Linked DNA regions of Arachis hypogaea: region 1 is linked to region 2. Evidence: chromatin contacts called from public Hi-C data. All regions are on one chromosome and are shown on one strand. Each heading gives the region's core, a stretch centred on a gene start, on an enhancer-like site or on the middle of the called end of the contact. The rest is flanking DNA. Distances are from core to core; before and after follow the strand shown.

Region 1 (4,079 bases), core at 447-2,946, 130 kb before region 2:
TTTCTCACTATGACCAAAAAAGAAAAGAGAAGTGATAAATGAATTAAGAAAAATACTTGTTGAACCTTAACAATAACCAAACTAAAATTAAGGGATGAAAATAAAATAAGTTATTAAGATAAATGAAGCTTGCAAAAAAAGATAAATAAATAAAAGCAGGTGTAACTATAATGTCGGGGAAAACATACAGCCGTCATAAGTGTCTTAAATAACCAAATCAGGTGGAGAGATGAATTCCGATGCATGTTTCTCCTTCTCTTTCTCTACTTGTGGATCTCTTTTTGGCTCTGCATTCTTATGGTTGTCATTCCCATGCACGCAGAATCATCCGCTTGTTCAAACATCGCCATTAATTATATGTATTAAGTTCATCTTCAAATCATAGATATGTTTAATAATTAATATAATTTAGTTGCTGATCCCGTCTTTCATCCTTGGGCATTTGGTATTAAGAATACCGGAGACACATGCATATGCACTCGTTATTTTCTTCACGGCAATATCTGTCTGTCTGCTTTATAATTGTACGTAGGAGCATTAAACTGCTTGTAATCTTCAAAACATTTGATTGATTGTATTTCACACAGTAATAGGAGAGCTTTACCAGCAGTTAGGCAATAATTAATAATGCAATGTCATCCATGTGCATTAATAATTCCTATTTGATTTGGCGTATGCGCTTGATGCAGCATATATAGGAATAGATGAGGAAACTAAGATTTAATCTGAAAGGACTGGGGCCGCTTCCTCCGACTGGTGGGAGTGGCGGAATAAGGAGAACCGACAATGCATCAAAATCTTTTGGGGTAGGAATGAGAAGGGGGTCGAATGGGCTAAGAGTACTTGGGAGATCCCTGAAAAGTGGAGTGACGTGGGCATCAGTGTTCCCAGAAGATCTTAAAGTGTCTGAGAGAAAAATATTTGACCCTCAAGACAAGACCCTTCTGCAGTGGAATAAATTCTTTCAAGTTTTGTGTATCATATCTGTATCTTTTGATCCCCTTTTCTTTTATCTCCCATATTTCAATCACAAATCATTCTGTCTTGCCATAGACAGTAGCCTGGCAAGCTATGCAGTTACACTCAGAACAATCTTCGATGCTATCTACATCCTTCGCATAAGTTTTCAGTTTCGCACTGCTTTCATTGCGCCTTCTTCTCGTGTCTTTGGACGAGGTGAACTCGTCATAGATCCTGCAGAGATTGCTAAGAGATATTTGCAACGTTACTTCATTGTTGACTTCCTCTCTGTGTTGCCTTTGCCACAGGTTATTAGCTTTTGTTTTGTTTCCTTTCAATTTGGAGATTAATTAAATATTGTTGAGTCGATCATTATTTGTCATGCATGTAGATTGTCGTGTGGAGATATCTTCATGATCCAGCGCGCACAAAGGTATTAGCCACAAAAACGCAACTGTTGAACATTGTCATTCTCCAATATTTTCCAAGATTTCTACGCTTTCTACCTTTGGCCTCAGAGATTAGCAAGACAGCAGGTGTTTTTTCGGAGAATACTTTGGTCGGCGCTGCATATTACTTGACTTGGTACATGCTTGGTAGCCACGTAAGTGCATCTTAATTGCAACCAAAGGTCATGCAAACTTTACTAGCTAGTATGCCTACTATTACTATACATCATCAGCCTTCTTGTGATTCTAATGTGCAATGCTCACGTCACAGATAACTGGGTCTGTATGGTACTTATTAGCTGTAGAACGTAATGACACGTGCTGGAGGAATGCTTGCATGGAGGAAGAGCGATGTTTCACGCATTTCTTGTACTGTGGGGGTTCAAATAAGCGTGCTACTGGCTATGAAGAATGGAGAAAGATTAGCCCAAAGATTCTTAAGGATAAGTGTTCCGCTGATGATGACGACGCCCCATTTGACTATGGAATTTTCAATCAAGCCATAACATCTAATATTGTTGCATCAATCAATTTCTTTCCTAAACTATGTTACTGTTTATGGTGGGGTGTCCAAAACATAAGGTATTTTCCTAATCAAGCTACATTAGTGTATTGATTATTGGGACTTGTTAAGAAGTGTGTTTGAAGCTGTGTATCTGTTAACAGGTTTTACTAAGCTAAGAAGCTTCCTTCTATTTTGCTTTACGCAGCACACTTGGTCAAGGGCTTCAAGCTAGCACCTACGTCGGAGAAATTCTTTTTTGCATTTTATTAGCTGTTTTGGGACTTGTCCTTTTTGCTGTTTTGATTGGAAAGATGCAGGTAAATGCATGCCAATAAGTGTTGATATATATATATATATTAATTAAAGATGAAAAGGTTTCTATAATAATTTATTTTGGTCTTGTATCCAGAACTTTCTTCAATCGATGTCTGTCCGTCTAGAGGAAATGAGGATCAGAAGACGTGACTCAGAGCAATGGATGCACCACCGCTTGCTTCCAGCGGAGCTAAGGGAAAAAGTTAGACGCTATGAAAAATGTAAATGGTTTAACACACGTGGAGTAGATGAAGAGAGCTTGGTTCAGAAACTTCCCAAAGATTTGAGGAGAGACATCAAACGATACCTTTGTTTGAATTTGGTTAGAAGGGTAAGCTAGGTAGCTATATATATATAAGCAAAGCATGTGTATGTATGTATGTATTATACGTTGATAGATGATGATGCATGGATGGATGGATGGATGATCAGGTTCCTCTGTTTGCCAACATGGATGAGCGGTTGCTGGATGCGATATGCGAGCGACTGAAGCCATGTCTGCATACAAAGGGGACGTGCATAATAAGGGAAGGGGATCCGGTGAATGAGATGTTGTTCATTGTACGTGGCCAACTTGAGAGCGTGACGACGGACGGCGGAAGAAGTGGATTCTTCAACAGAGGTTTTCTGAAAGAAGGTGACTTCTGTGGAGAAGAGCTGTTAACATGGGCACTGGACCCAAAATCATCGTCGAATTTACCGTCATCTACAAGGACTGTGAAGGCCATGGATGAAATGGAGGCATTCGCTCTGGAGGCAGAGGAGCTCAAGTTTGTTGCTTCCCAGTTCAGGCGCCTTCACAGCAGGCAGGTTCAGCACACCTTCCGTTTCTACTCCCAGCAGTGGCGGACTTGGGCTGCCATCTTCATCCAGGCTGCCTGGAGGCGCCACCAGAGGAGGAAAATTGCATCCATGCACCACATAAACAAGCTTGATGATGATGACGATGATGATCAATCCCATCATGATGATGATGACGACGACGATGATGATACAAAGGCCTTGATTCCATCTTCTTCGTTTTCATCTTCTACTGCTAATACTACTACTACTACTGCTGCTGCTACTGCTACTTCTACTATGCTTATTGGGTTAGATTCGGCTATGTATGCTTCCCGGTTTGCAACTAATTTGCGTGGGCAGAGGCCCCGTTCTTCCAGTTCGGAAGGCATCGGCCTTCCCCCCCAAAAGCCTCGAGAACCCGACTTCAGCCATCTTGATGATGATGATGACCCACGCTAATAATCGATCCCATCAACCACTTCTTCAGCTGCTTGCCCAACAATAATATTACATATATTTTTGTATTTATTTTATTGATTAATACAAAATATGTACACCAAATCCCACCTATGTATATTAATAAAATAAATTAGTTACTTTAGGATTCTCATTCGGTTCAACCTTGATATTGCCGTTCGCAATATGGATAATAATTTCCATCTCGGGGACAAAAATATTTAAACAAGGTAGATACCCTAACCAACTTTATAATTATTATCTTTATGTGAAATATTTTTTTAATTTTTAAATAATAAATTATAGAATTAAATTTTGATATGTTATAAAAGTGTTATTTTTATTTAAAAGATGACTAAATACTAAACGAAAATATTTAGTAACAAAAAAAAATTAAAATCAATCAGAATTTATTTTATTTAGCATGTATTAATTACTACAGTAACTAATAAATATTAAATAAGACACATATTCATAATAGTTTGGTTCAAGGTTGTTGAAACTTTCAGGAAGTTTTGTAGTTGCAAAAAATAAAATGAGATTGTCTCCTACAAAATGATCTGTAACATCAGAATCAAGACATCTTGCAAAGATTTAGATTTTTCTTGAAC
Region 2 (3,711 bases), core at 9-2,508:
TCCCAAATCCAAAATAGTGAGTTCCATGAGGTTTGACATTGAACTGGGGAGTGTTCCACTAAATTGGCTTCCAAAAAGATCTAAGATGGACAACTTCCTCAACTTACTTATAGAACCTGGTACTGCTCCTGACAACTTTGTCATACTCAACTTCAGAGTCTGGAGATGATCATTTGATGCGAATTCCAGCAAAGAACCATACAGATTTGTATTGTCAGATATATCTATAAAAGATAATGCTGATATCTGAAAGATCTTCTCTGGAAACTTCCCTCTCAATTCACAATCACTAAGGCTTAGAGTGGATAGACTTTTGAAATTGGCAAAGGTTTCCGGCACCACAGATGAGAAGTCGTTCCCATCAAGGCGAATCGTGGAGAGATTCTTAAGTTTGTGAAGCGCCGAATCAAGGGGGCCTAAGAGATTGCAATATGACATGCTTATTTCTTGTAGGCCAGGTAGTTGCAACAAAGCATTGCACCATTCCTGTCCCGAAGCACTTATATCAACATAATCAAGATGCAAGTACCTGATCCTAGTGAGGTTTTGGACTAGCTTCTGCAGATTTGGAATATTTAGTTCAATGGATGAGGAGATATCAAGAGTAACTAGCCTTGTCAACTGAGAAATCTCCATTGGAATCTCCCCCACAAAGAAAGCATATGACAGATTCAGATAAGTTAAGTTCTTCAACTTGCTGAATCCAGATGGTATCTTAGAATGGAAGTTGTTGGTAGCCAAATTCAAAACTTGGAGATTCTGAAGACTAAAAAGGCTACTGGAATTGTCAAAACCCCCACAGATTGATTCCTCGCTAAGGTCGAGACCAGAAACATGCCCCTTGTTATCACAGGTTACACCTTTCCATCGACAGCAATCAATGGTTTCATTCCAGGACACCAGTTTGCTTGAATGTTCATGCTCGAATACGAAGCTGCTCTTTAGTTGAAGCAGCAATGATTGTTGATCCTCAAGACATTGGCCATGGACCAATGTGACAGTAACAGCAAGGTGAGTCCAGCAGCAGTAGCAGAATATGAAGAAAAGCCATGAAACTAACGGAATGTTCATTGCACACTATTTGAAGAGACACCACACAACACAACTCAAGGCTCAGAAAGTTTTGAGACAGAGAAATGAATGACCAAAAGCATAGAAATGTTTTGAGCACGGCATGATCAAAGAGACAGACTTAGACTCGGTAAGTGGAGATATTTGTCAAAGTAAACCATGCTCGTACAGAGAAAACAATGTCATAAACTCATAATTTCATGCCGTGTTATACATTTTCCATGTTAGTCCCTTTCTGTCGGAAGATTTTTCCATGTTCTAGCTTGTGAAATGGGGCGTGAATATTAGGAATTTTAGATGAATTTCCACCGCTACTGTTATGGTGGATTCTCATATCATTTTAGATGATGGAGTTAAACATTCATTATTTCAATATTTTGGACAATGGGGTTGAAATCATTTGCATGGTATTAGAGTAATTACTGTCTTATTGAATTGATTGGTGGCTACTGGCTAGTGACTACAAAAATACTTTCTAGTATAAACTAATAGGTAGAAATTTGTCTTAACAGGTCATTTATAGAGAGTAACCGAATAAGTTATAGAAAAGTTATCAGGTGTGCCATTGTCCTTTTTGGAATAGCGCTATTCCTAGCACTAACGGGTAGAAGTGTTTTTTTTGTCGTTATACAAACACTCAAATTACAATAACATCATCGTTTTTTATTTAGGAAATTACATGCAGGGTCAGCTGGATTGGAATAAGGAGAGAGCAATAGCCAAGTTGGTAACAGACTCAACTGGATTGAAGTGAGGAGAGAGCAATAACCAAGTTGGTGTTGGGATCGAATGCGCTAGTTAGCAAAATTGGGGCTTCCAGTGGTGTCAGAAATGGAAGACGGTGAAGGTTTGAGGGTCGGTAGAAATGGCAACGGAGGGTGCAACGGGCAGCATTAGGGGATGTTGGATACGGTGGACCATCATTTTAAGAAGGAAATTTCACTTGAATGCATCGAGACCAAAGTGGACAAAGTTAGACGGACAAATACTACAACTAAAGTTAGTAATAAAGACACATTAGATGTAGATGATGTTTATGATGAAGTATATACATGTTTAATAGTTTGCTTGCAATTGAGAATGGTGTATTGTGAGGCATTGATGGTGGTTTATTGAGTATTGGATTGTAGGAGAGGTGGGTAATGCTGCTAATGCAGTGGAAAGTATGAATGAGCGAACTGCAGTAATGTTGGGAGTGTGCTCGCAACGTGGTCATTAGGAATTGAAATTTGGGAAGGGTTTGAGTGGGAGATTACAAGTGAGACAGGAAAATGGTTAATTATTGCATGTTAAGAGTATGTTGAGTTAATGTGAACGATCATGAAATTGAAATTACTGGTTTAATGATAGTGTTTGAGGTGTATGGTTGTGAATTGTTCTTGTTTCAGTCAGGTTGCATGAAATAATTGCTTGTTGAAATTGGAATTTATGAGATATCTCTAAAAATAATAATTTCAAGACCTGCTTGGTTTGAGCCATTGAGATTAGGTGGTGTGCAGGTCAGACAAAGTGATTCGCAATGGAAGAGGTTCTTGGGTGCTGGATGGAAGGCGCATTTGCGGATGAGGCGGTATTGGATGGAGTGAGTGAAAGGGTGGGGGACGTTGCCTTCGAAGAGGTATGTGGTAGGGAGGTTTGGTTAAAAGATGCATTTTACAATGCGGCAATCCAATGTGAATATGCAAATAGCTTCATTATTTAAGTTTGGCAATGTGAACTCAATACATGAATTAATTATGTTTTCAGGAAATAGCACAACATATGGGAATGAAAGATGATGACGTTGAGGTAGCTGGAGGACAGCAAAGTGTTGAGAATGTAATGGACGCTGCTGAAGTTACGACAATAACGGCTGATGATTTTTTGCGAATGGAGTTCAACAATCCTAAGGAAGCTGCTCGTATATATGAAGAGTACAGTCGGGTGAAGGGTTTTGCTGTTCGACAAGGTAGGAAGATAAAAAACAAGAGAGAAATTTGTGCGGATTACGTATTTGTGCAATAGAAAAGGTTTTCGGGACAAGAAATGGTTAGAAAAGCAGGATCACAAAAGAGAGCACAAGGTTGTCACCCGTTGTGGGTGTCCTGCCGAGATGCGGATAAAGTCAAGGATTGTCACAGGAAAGTGGTTTGTGGCACGTTTTGTGGATGACCATAACCATCATCTTTTGCCTGAAAAGTTTTGGAGTACTTGCCTGCGCACAGGAGGAGATGTCATAAGCATAAAATTCTTTAAGCATGTGAATTCGTTTACAGCAGACAGTCGATGTTAAGCCATGATTTTAATCTGTTGCAGGTGTCATATGCTGGCAATGAAAGCAACAACCGTCGAACAAGAGTATGCTAAATTTAGACGTAAAAGAAGGATTTATGGTAAGGGTGAGATGCTATGAAGGAATTGGAAGGTGTGTGTTGGCAACAGGTAAAGAAATGTCCAAACTGAACTGAATATGTTAAATGTTTCTAAAGAGATGAATCCCGCACTGTCAATTAATTTTGTGTGAAGATTTTTCTTCTTAATCTAAATGAGGTTATTATATTCGATATGAGGTAACCATGGTGATTACCATCATCTTGACCCATAGAATAGGGTGGTTCATTTGCAAGTATGTGCAATTTCATTATACCGAATCAATCTGTG

Evidence for each region. A called contact is a pair of places that touch in the nucleus more often than the background predicts.
Region 1: a contact with region 2 is called in a Hi-C map of an unstated tissue, with 4 times the contacts expected there. The contact joins the promoter of LOC112794351 here to the promoter of LOC112797065 in region 2. A contact is called at or near these places in 4 of 8 Hi-C or Micro-C datasets (leaf and an unstated tissue).

The regions. Positions count from the first base shown.
Region 1 is chr4:101,545,953-101,550,031 of arahy.Tifrunner.gnm2.J5K5, reverse strand. It overlaps LOC112794351 (putative cyclic nucleotide-gated ion channel 8), which reads left to right and starts at 1,696. Exons shown (of 4, transcript XM_072234688.1): 1 at 1,696-1,991; 2 at 2,120-2,231; 3 at 2,324-2,560; 4 at 2,662-3,503. The coding sequence starts at 1,747. The coding sequence ends at 3,471. LOC140173038 (putative cyclic nucleotide-gated ion channel 8) reads left to right here and starts at 705. Exons shown (of 2, transcript XM_072234496.1): 1 at 705-1,268; 2 at 1,352-1,579. The coding sequence starts at 705. The coding sequence ends at 1,579.
Region 2 is chr4:101,413,927-101,417,637 of arahy.Tifrunner.gnm2.J5K5, reverse strand. LOC112797065 reads right to left here and starts at 1,258. Exons shown (of 3, transcript XM_072234687.1): 1 at 1-1,258. The coding sequence starts at 1,071. LOC112797066 reads left to right here and starts at 1,592. Exons shown (of 3, transcript XM_072234686.1): 1 at 1,592-2,070; 2 at 2,560-2,689; 3 at 2,818-3,609. The coding sequence starts at 2,591. The coding sequence ends at 3,075.